Regions from separate parts of the Mus musculus genome. Here region 1 is linked to region 2. A link is a contact called in public Hi-C data. All regions are on one chromosome and are shown on one strand. The core of a region is the stretch at or near the end of the contact, and the rest is flanking DNA. Distances in the headings are between cores, read along the strand shown.

The links. Hi-C and Micro-C count contacts between places; a contact is called where the count stands out from the background.
Region 1: a Hi-C map of uterus shows a contact between it and region 2, with 4 times the contacts expected there. The contact joins two enhancer-like sites. A contact is called at or near these places in 7 of 484 Hi-C or Micro-C datasets (cortical neurons, morula, olfactory sensory neurons and 1 more) and 1 of 115 datasets of contacts at active chromatin or transcription factors (embryonic stem cells).

Annotation. Positions count from the first base shown.
Region 1 is chr8:31,031,582-31,034,999 of GRCm38.p6, reverse strand. No RefSeq gene overlaps it. Among named protein-coding and RNA genes, the nearest start is that of Gm32841, 24 kb to the right of the region's middle. Within about 2 kb of position 1,554, at least 89 of the 459 cell types and tissues checked have an H3K27ac peak or open chromatin away from gene starts, as enhancers often do. A contact at or near this core is called in uterus, where this site is marked.
Region 2 is chr8:30,939,163-30,942,907 of GRCm38.p6, reverse strand. It overlaps Gm32791 (a long non-coding RNA gene), which reads left to right. Exons shown (of 6, transcript XR_378852.3): 6 at 1-207. Among named protein-coding and RNA genes, the nearest start is that of Gm32791, 19 kb to the left of the region's middle. Within about 2 kb of position 1,652, at least 2 of the 459 cell types and tissues checked have an H3K27ac peak or open chromatin away from gene starts, as enhancers often do. A contact at or near this core is called in uterus, where this site is marked.

The sequences.
Region 1 (3,418 bases), core at 305-2,804, 92 kb before region 2:
CGGCTTGTATCCATTTTCAAACTGTGTACTGGCTAGCTTTATGTCAAATTGATGGTAACCAGAGTCATCAGAGAGGAGGGAGCATCAGTAGGGAAAATGCCTCTATAAGATCAGGTTGTAGGCAAGCCTGTGGACATTACTTTTACTAGTGACGAATCGCTAGTGATTGATTTGGGAGGCTCAGCTTATTGTGGGTGGGGCTACCCCTTGGATGTGGTCCTGTGTTCTATAAGAAAACAGGCTGACCAAACCTGCGGAGTCAGCCAGTGGCAACACTCCTCTGTGGCCTCAGCATCTGCTCCTGCCCCTAGGTTCCTGCTTGTGTTCCTGTCCTGACTCTCTTCAGAGATGGACTATGGTGTGGACATGTAAGCTGAATAAACCCTTTCCTTCCCAAGTTGCTTTTGGTCGTGGTGTTCTATCACAGCAATAGGAACCCTAAATAAGACAGAAATCGGTACCAGCATAGCACGGTTTTGCTGTGACAGACCTGAGCATGTTTTTGGGAAGATTGTGGGAGGACCTTGGAACTCTGGGTGAGAAAAATCGTTGCGTGTTGAGGGTCAGTGGATTGGTTTTGTCAGAGCTTTGAAGATAAGAAGACTGAGAGCAAGGCAGAAGACAGAGGCCTGACTTGGAAAGTTTAGTCTATGGGGCCATTTGTTATTTTTGAATTAAGAGTCTATCATTCTGGTCAGCTGTGGTGAACAAGAAACCAGCTTCGTCGGAGTGAAACCTTTGCTTTACTGGGACAATAGATGCTGGTCAGGTGGAGCTAGGAAATGAGCAGTAATTAAGAAGAGACCAGGTTCACTGTGGTGAAGTCTCCTGGGAAGTGGTTCCTTGCAGTCAGCAGACAGGAACTGTGTTCCAGCGGTTGTTGTAAAGGCCGAACCTTGCGCAGGCCACTGAACTTGGTAGCGTGTAAGAGTCGCCTAGGAGGTATGGTGGTACTGGTTCTGAAGGGATGGAGGTGTCGTGGAAAGTTCGTAGGCCTCTGTATCAGCTCCTGTGTCCAGGTTCCTGTCCTGACTTCCCCCAATGATGGACTAGGATGTGGGAGTGTAAGCCAAATAGACCCTTCCCTCCCCACCTTGCTTTTGGTCATAGTGTTTCACTACAGCCATAGTAACCCTAACAAAGACAAACAGTGAGCCGAACAAACCCTTCCTTCCTTAAGTTGCTTTTATCATATATTTTGACAAATCAAGGAAAAAAGTAACTAATATACCACGTAAGTGGATAAGAGAGAGAAATTGTTAGTAACAAGGTAAGTTTAGTGAAACAAACAGTGAATTTAGCTAGCTATAAGAGGAACCTACTATAACAATGCACAGCGCTTTTAGGATAATAGATCTATTTATCCAAACAGGGCAGCACCGATTTGTCAAGGCAATTGATTTTTCTTTTTTAAATCCTTTGCCTCAGAGGGATGCGATTCCACTTTTGTACAGCAGGTGGCGCTGTGAGCACCGGAATCCTGCTCAGCCACGGTTGGCTGCGTCTGCGTGGTGAATGCCAAGGCAGACAAGCTTGTTTGTATTACAGGAGTCTGTTGCTTTTCAGAATTTCATTAAGGAGAGAAAGGCTATTCTTATTGCAATTACAATCAGTTTACATTTCCAATGTGCCTCTAGTACCGGCAAAGACCGCAGCACTGTCGAAAGTGCCTGAGTGGCTTTTTCGGAAAACCGAAGCAGGGATTTGCTGAGTTCTTGCCTGCAGTGAAATAAATCTTTTAATTGTATTTACAGATGAAGATTCGTAGTAAATCTTGGCGAGAGACGCTCTGGAAATATTTGTTATGTTGGCCGTATCTGCACTGTTTTTTTTTTTTTTTAAAGATGAAGTTATTATGTTTTTAGATGAAGTTATTATTTTTTGTATTTTATTGTCTCTGTTCTTTCATATCTGTTGAAAATGACTTATTAGCCGGGCAGTGGTGGCGCACGCCTTTAATCCCAGCACTTGGGAGCCAGAGGCAGTCTGATTTCTGGGTTGGAGGCCCGCCTGGTGTACAAAGTGAGTTCCAGGACATCCAGGGCTATACAGAGAAAGCCTGTCTCGGGGGGGGGGGGGGGGGAAGAAAGAAAGAAAAATGACTTAGTAGATGATCAATATTTGGTAAAAAAAATTTTTTTTAACCATGTTCTTAGATTGGCACAGAGCATATAAATCCTTGAATTCTGAGGTCTGTGAGAGTAGCCTTTGGATCTTAATTTTCTTAACTGGTCTTCATCCTGATAGAAAATTTGGTGAAATAAAGACATTGAGTTCTTCCCACAGCCAGCCGTTTTGGCGAGATGGGAATTGTACTCCTCGGAGTGTTCTAGAAAAAGCTGATTCAAAGCAACCTTCATATATTTGAAATGTCTTATTTTCTCATTATGCAAATTGTGCGTGATTCCACTTATGGGGGGGTCTCCCGAGTAGTCAAATTCATAGAAAACAGAGAGCAGAATGGTGACCAGCAGGGCTTAGGGGAACAGGGAGTGAGTGGGAAGCTGTTTACAGAGTAGGGTTTCTGTTTTGCTTGCTCGAGAGATTCTGGAGTGTTGTCTGTGTGCACCGAGAAGCGATTGGGATGGCACAGCCTTTTGATAGCGTCCTTGGCGTAATTGCAAATTTAAAACAGAGGGTTTGGACAGTGGTGGTCGGTGGCCTACGGTTAGCATCCTGAGGGCTCAGGCTGGCTCACTTGCAGCAGTTCAATGCAGTGGCCGTCGGCTACAGTACACCATGCATGCCAGTGGATGAGAGTCAGGTCCCGCAACTACTGTGTAGGTCTGAGGTCTTCCGGGGGGGGGGGGGGAGGGTGCAGGCTCTGCCTTTGCAGCTGAGATGTAGTGTCAACTTCCCTCACACCCGGAAGCCTCTGTTTGGGTTCCTTCCACCCAGCTCTGCAGGGAACACCTTTTTCTATAGATGTAAAAGGAGTGAGTAGCCCGGAGGACCCAAACCAGAATCCTGCATCAGCTTGTCCTGCCCTTTCCACCCGTTCAGGCTTCTTGTCCTTCTTAGCTTGGCCTTTTTGCGCCTCCTGCTGGCCCCGGAAGGACCTGAGCTTGGTGTCCTCTATCGCAGAGGAAGACCTGTGCCAGCCTCCTCACCCCCCCGCCCCCGCCCCCCACGCTGTTCCCTTGTTCATTTCCCTACTTGCGCTGAAGCTGTAGTTACTCTGGTGAAACAGTAGGTGGCGGTGTGGCAGACGATGCCTCTGCTCTGTGCTGCACAGCCTGCCTTTGTCTCCAAGCCTGCTACCAGAGAACATGTCAGAATGGCCAGTTTGAGTCAAATTCTGATCATCACCTCAAAAAAATTCCCCAAACAAAATAAGAAAACACTCCCCCCAAACAACAAAAACCCTCACACCCCTACTTGTTCCCCCACTCCCAACAAATAACTAAGAAAGAAACTT
Region 2 (3,745 bases), core at 403-2,902:
ATAGATGTTAAGAATAAAACTCACACAAGAGTCCATCATGTGACAAGCTATTTGTATTTCTATACGTATATGGAATGCATGTATGAAAGTATAGATATATTAATAAATATTCTAGAAATATATGTGTTGATTATATATGTAGATATGTTAAATTTTGAAAAACATTAGATTTAATTTAATTGATATTTTTTAAATTATAGTTTTTCTATTATTATAAAATCTCTAAAATCTTAACTTCATGACTACATAGTATTTTTAAAATATTTATTTTAATTTTAGATGTGCGGTTTGGTTGCCTTGCTTGCATGCATGTCTGGGCATCATGTGCATGCAGTGTCTATGAAAGCCAGGAGAGGGCGTTGGATAACCTGACACTGATGTTACAGACAGTTGTGAACTGTCATGTGGGTACTGGGAATTCAACCAAGGTCCTCTGTAAGAGCAGCTAGTGTTCTTAACCTCTGAGCTATCTCTCTAGCTCCAATAAAATAGTATTTAACTATAGAATTGTAGTATCAATTACTTGACACATCCTATATTGTTGTTATTTAGATTGGCTGTAATGTTTCTTTATTACAGAAGCAACACTAACACTTTTACTCAGGGGAATAAAAGAGCCTTCCTCAGACCAAAGTAACAGCTGCATTTGGGGAAACAATATGCTTTTTTTTTTTTTTTTTTTTTTTTACTGGGGTTGCTAACAGAAATATGGGGGAGGGGTTATTTAGAAAAGCAGTTGCGTCACCTGAAACCTCACCCCCAACATGGGTCATGAATACTGAAGCTCTGGACTGCTCTGGACAGTTTTCAGGCAGTTCCATGGAAGTCTAAACATCTCTTTCTGCTGTTTGGCTGCTCAGAGTGGAGCCCTCAGCAACTCCTTTTATACCGCTGGGTGGGCTGTCAAGAATCTTCCAAGTTTCTGTGCTCTCAGAAATATGAGCCTCTGTTTTCCTCTTGAGGCTCATGAACTACCCCTTCCTTCCCAAGCAAATGATTCGATCTGGAGGAAATGTTACGTTTCAAAGGAACATGTCATACGCACAATAAATCCGCGAAGCAAGCTGAATCAAATCAGCGGAATCTGTGAGCCTGTCTTCCACTATAGCAGGATTGTTTCCTAGGGCTGTGGCTCCAAGTCTACAATAGGGGGCTTCCATAGTTTTTCCTCTCTTCTGGACCTCTTTGACCTACCTGAGAAAGCTCGTCACACAGCTGGTAACCCCACACTCTCTCATTCTCTCATCTGTACCCAAGGGTGGGAAACGGAACACTAGGAAAAGTAATAATAGTTTCATGTTTTTATTTGTATAGTATGAGTGTGTGTGTGTGTGTGTGTGTGTGTGTGGGTGCATGCACATGCACGCATGTGTGCACATGTATGAAGGTCAGAGGGAGTAGAATCTTTCCTTTTGCCATGTAGGTCCTGGGCTTCCTATTTAGGCCAGGCTCCCAGTCAGAGCACTGGAAACAAGCAAACAGCTAAGAAGAGGAGCTAAGAGTCTTGAAGGCTAACTCTGATAGATCCTTAAACCAAAGCCAACCCAAACACATGGCTTGTTTATGCCCAGAGGCAGGGCTACTGATAAAAAAAAAAAAGCAACAGAAGATACACACACAAATCAACAGGTCATCTGGCACTTTCGCCTGCCAGTTGGAGACTCTAAGGGAGGAACAGAAACAACTGTGGCTGTGGAATGTAATTGCCTTGGTCTGTCTAGGGAGAAAAGCGTGAGAGTGCTAATTTGCAGAAGTCACAAACTAAAGTGCTTTGAAATGTACTTTAAGAGACCCCCAGAATGCTGAGACAGCTTTGTTCTCCAATAACCACAATAGGAATTTAGGGTAGTTAGAGTTTTTAATCAGACGTTGAGGGAGTCCATGTGGTTATTCTCTTGGTGGTAGTTGCATTCTTTTTGTTTTTAAATAATGAACCAGACAAAGACTCTTCAGGATGAAAATATCTGTGACCTAGATTAAGCTCGCAAAAAGCCAGACTCTAGCTTTTAACTCTTTCTTGTCCCATTGTACTTTATTTTCTTTTCTTTCATTGCTGGAGACAGAATCTCGGGCCATATTCCTTTTAGGCATGCATTCTACAACCGAGCTACATCCCAAGGTCCTGCATTTGAGTGAGATCCCAAGAACTCTAAAACTGGACACCACTTGCAAGTTAGTTAGCACCAATGCTGGGGACTCTATGTTTGCAGCTGCCCTCAGTTCATTTGTGGATCAGTTTCCCAAGTCCTGGCCCTCAGAGTCAATATTTTGCTTGTGGATATTTACTGCTCCACAGCTGGTTAGCGAAAGGAGGCAGAAAGTCAGTGTGGATCCAGTTAATACCATGTTGTAATAAGGAGCTGTCACCAAAAGAAACATTTTCCAAATTGATGATTGTGGGGCTGAGGAGGAGGACTATAATGATATCATGATTAATATTGCCATTAGAGGGTACAGACTCGAGGAGGGAAGGTACTCTCATCCTGCTTTCTTTATGGCGTTACAATCGTTCATGCTCCAGTTACCCACATGGGCCAGATTTATACAACTGCAGACACAGTCTGCTTTGTTCTGAACTCTCTATGTAATTGGCAAAAACAAATCCAGGAGAATTCAGGTAGATACTGACATGGCATCGAAATGCCAACCGATAGATGTAAGCTTGCTTGGAGTTGCCCAAGGTTTTCATAAACAGAGTGTCTTAAAGATGGATGAATGGGCAGGTGGTAGGGGCTGAATTTGAAAGGGGCCCAAGAGGCTCTGAATGTCCGGTCTTCCTCACTCTCTTGGGACAGCACTGTTGGAACTAATGTACATGAAATTCCCCCATCATTGGGTTTTACAGACAGCTCTGCTAGGGGTCTGTCTTGAGAGCTCAGACCTTCTCCATGCCTTTGGCTTTCAGTCAGCCTAGTAACCAGAAGTTTCCCCCCCAAATCCCTGGAAACTAAGCCAAATTTGGAACACGAAATCCCACCCTGGCATCTTATTACCTGGGCTCAAGTCCAGATTTCGTCACTTACTAGTGGGCTTGGATCGGATGTCCCTCAAAGACCAAACGCTTAAAGGAGTGCTCACTACCCTTCTAGTAGTGCTGCCAGGTGATGGGTCTGCCTTTAGGTGGTAAAGCCCAGTGTGAGGAGAGGGAGGCTGATGGAGTGTCTTATTACTTTTCTATCGCTGTGACAAAACACCGTGATCAAGGCATTAAAGGAAAACATGGAACTTGGGGCTCAATGTTACAGAGAGTTAGAGTCCATGGTCGCCATGTTGGCAGCAAGCAGGCAGGCATGGTGCTGGAGCAGTAGCTGAGAGCTTACATCTTTAACTTCAGGTAGGAGGCAGAGAGAGCTAACTGGGGACAGTATGGGATTTTGAAACCTCACACCACACCCCCCAGTGACACTCCTCCTCCAACAAGGCTATACCTCTCAGTCCTCTGGGGACCAGACATTTAAATATTTGTTCCTTCCCCACTTCTTGTTTACTAAGAGCAGGGCTTGAGTTGTGTGGTAATAGTGGCTGCCAAAGCTGGCTATCATTTGTGGGCTACACTTTTAGCCCAGAAAGGTGCTAGCTTAAGAGAACTGCAGGGTGAATAAAAGGCTGCTGGTCAAGGGTGCCCTGATCCATTTAGCTTTCTTCTTATTCCTACTATTGCTGACTGAAGGGAACCTCTTTCAGACTGTGAAGGCCCCCAAAGAAGGAACAAATCCACAACAACTTCCTCTTCATGGGCAGCAGG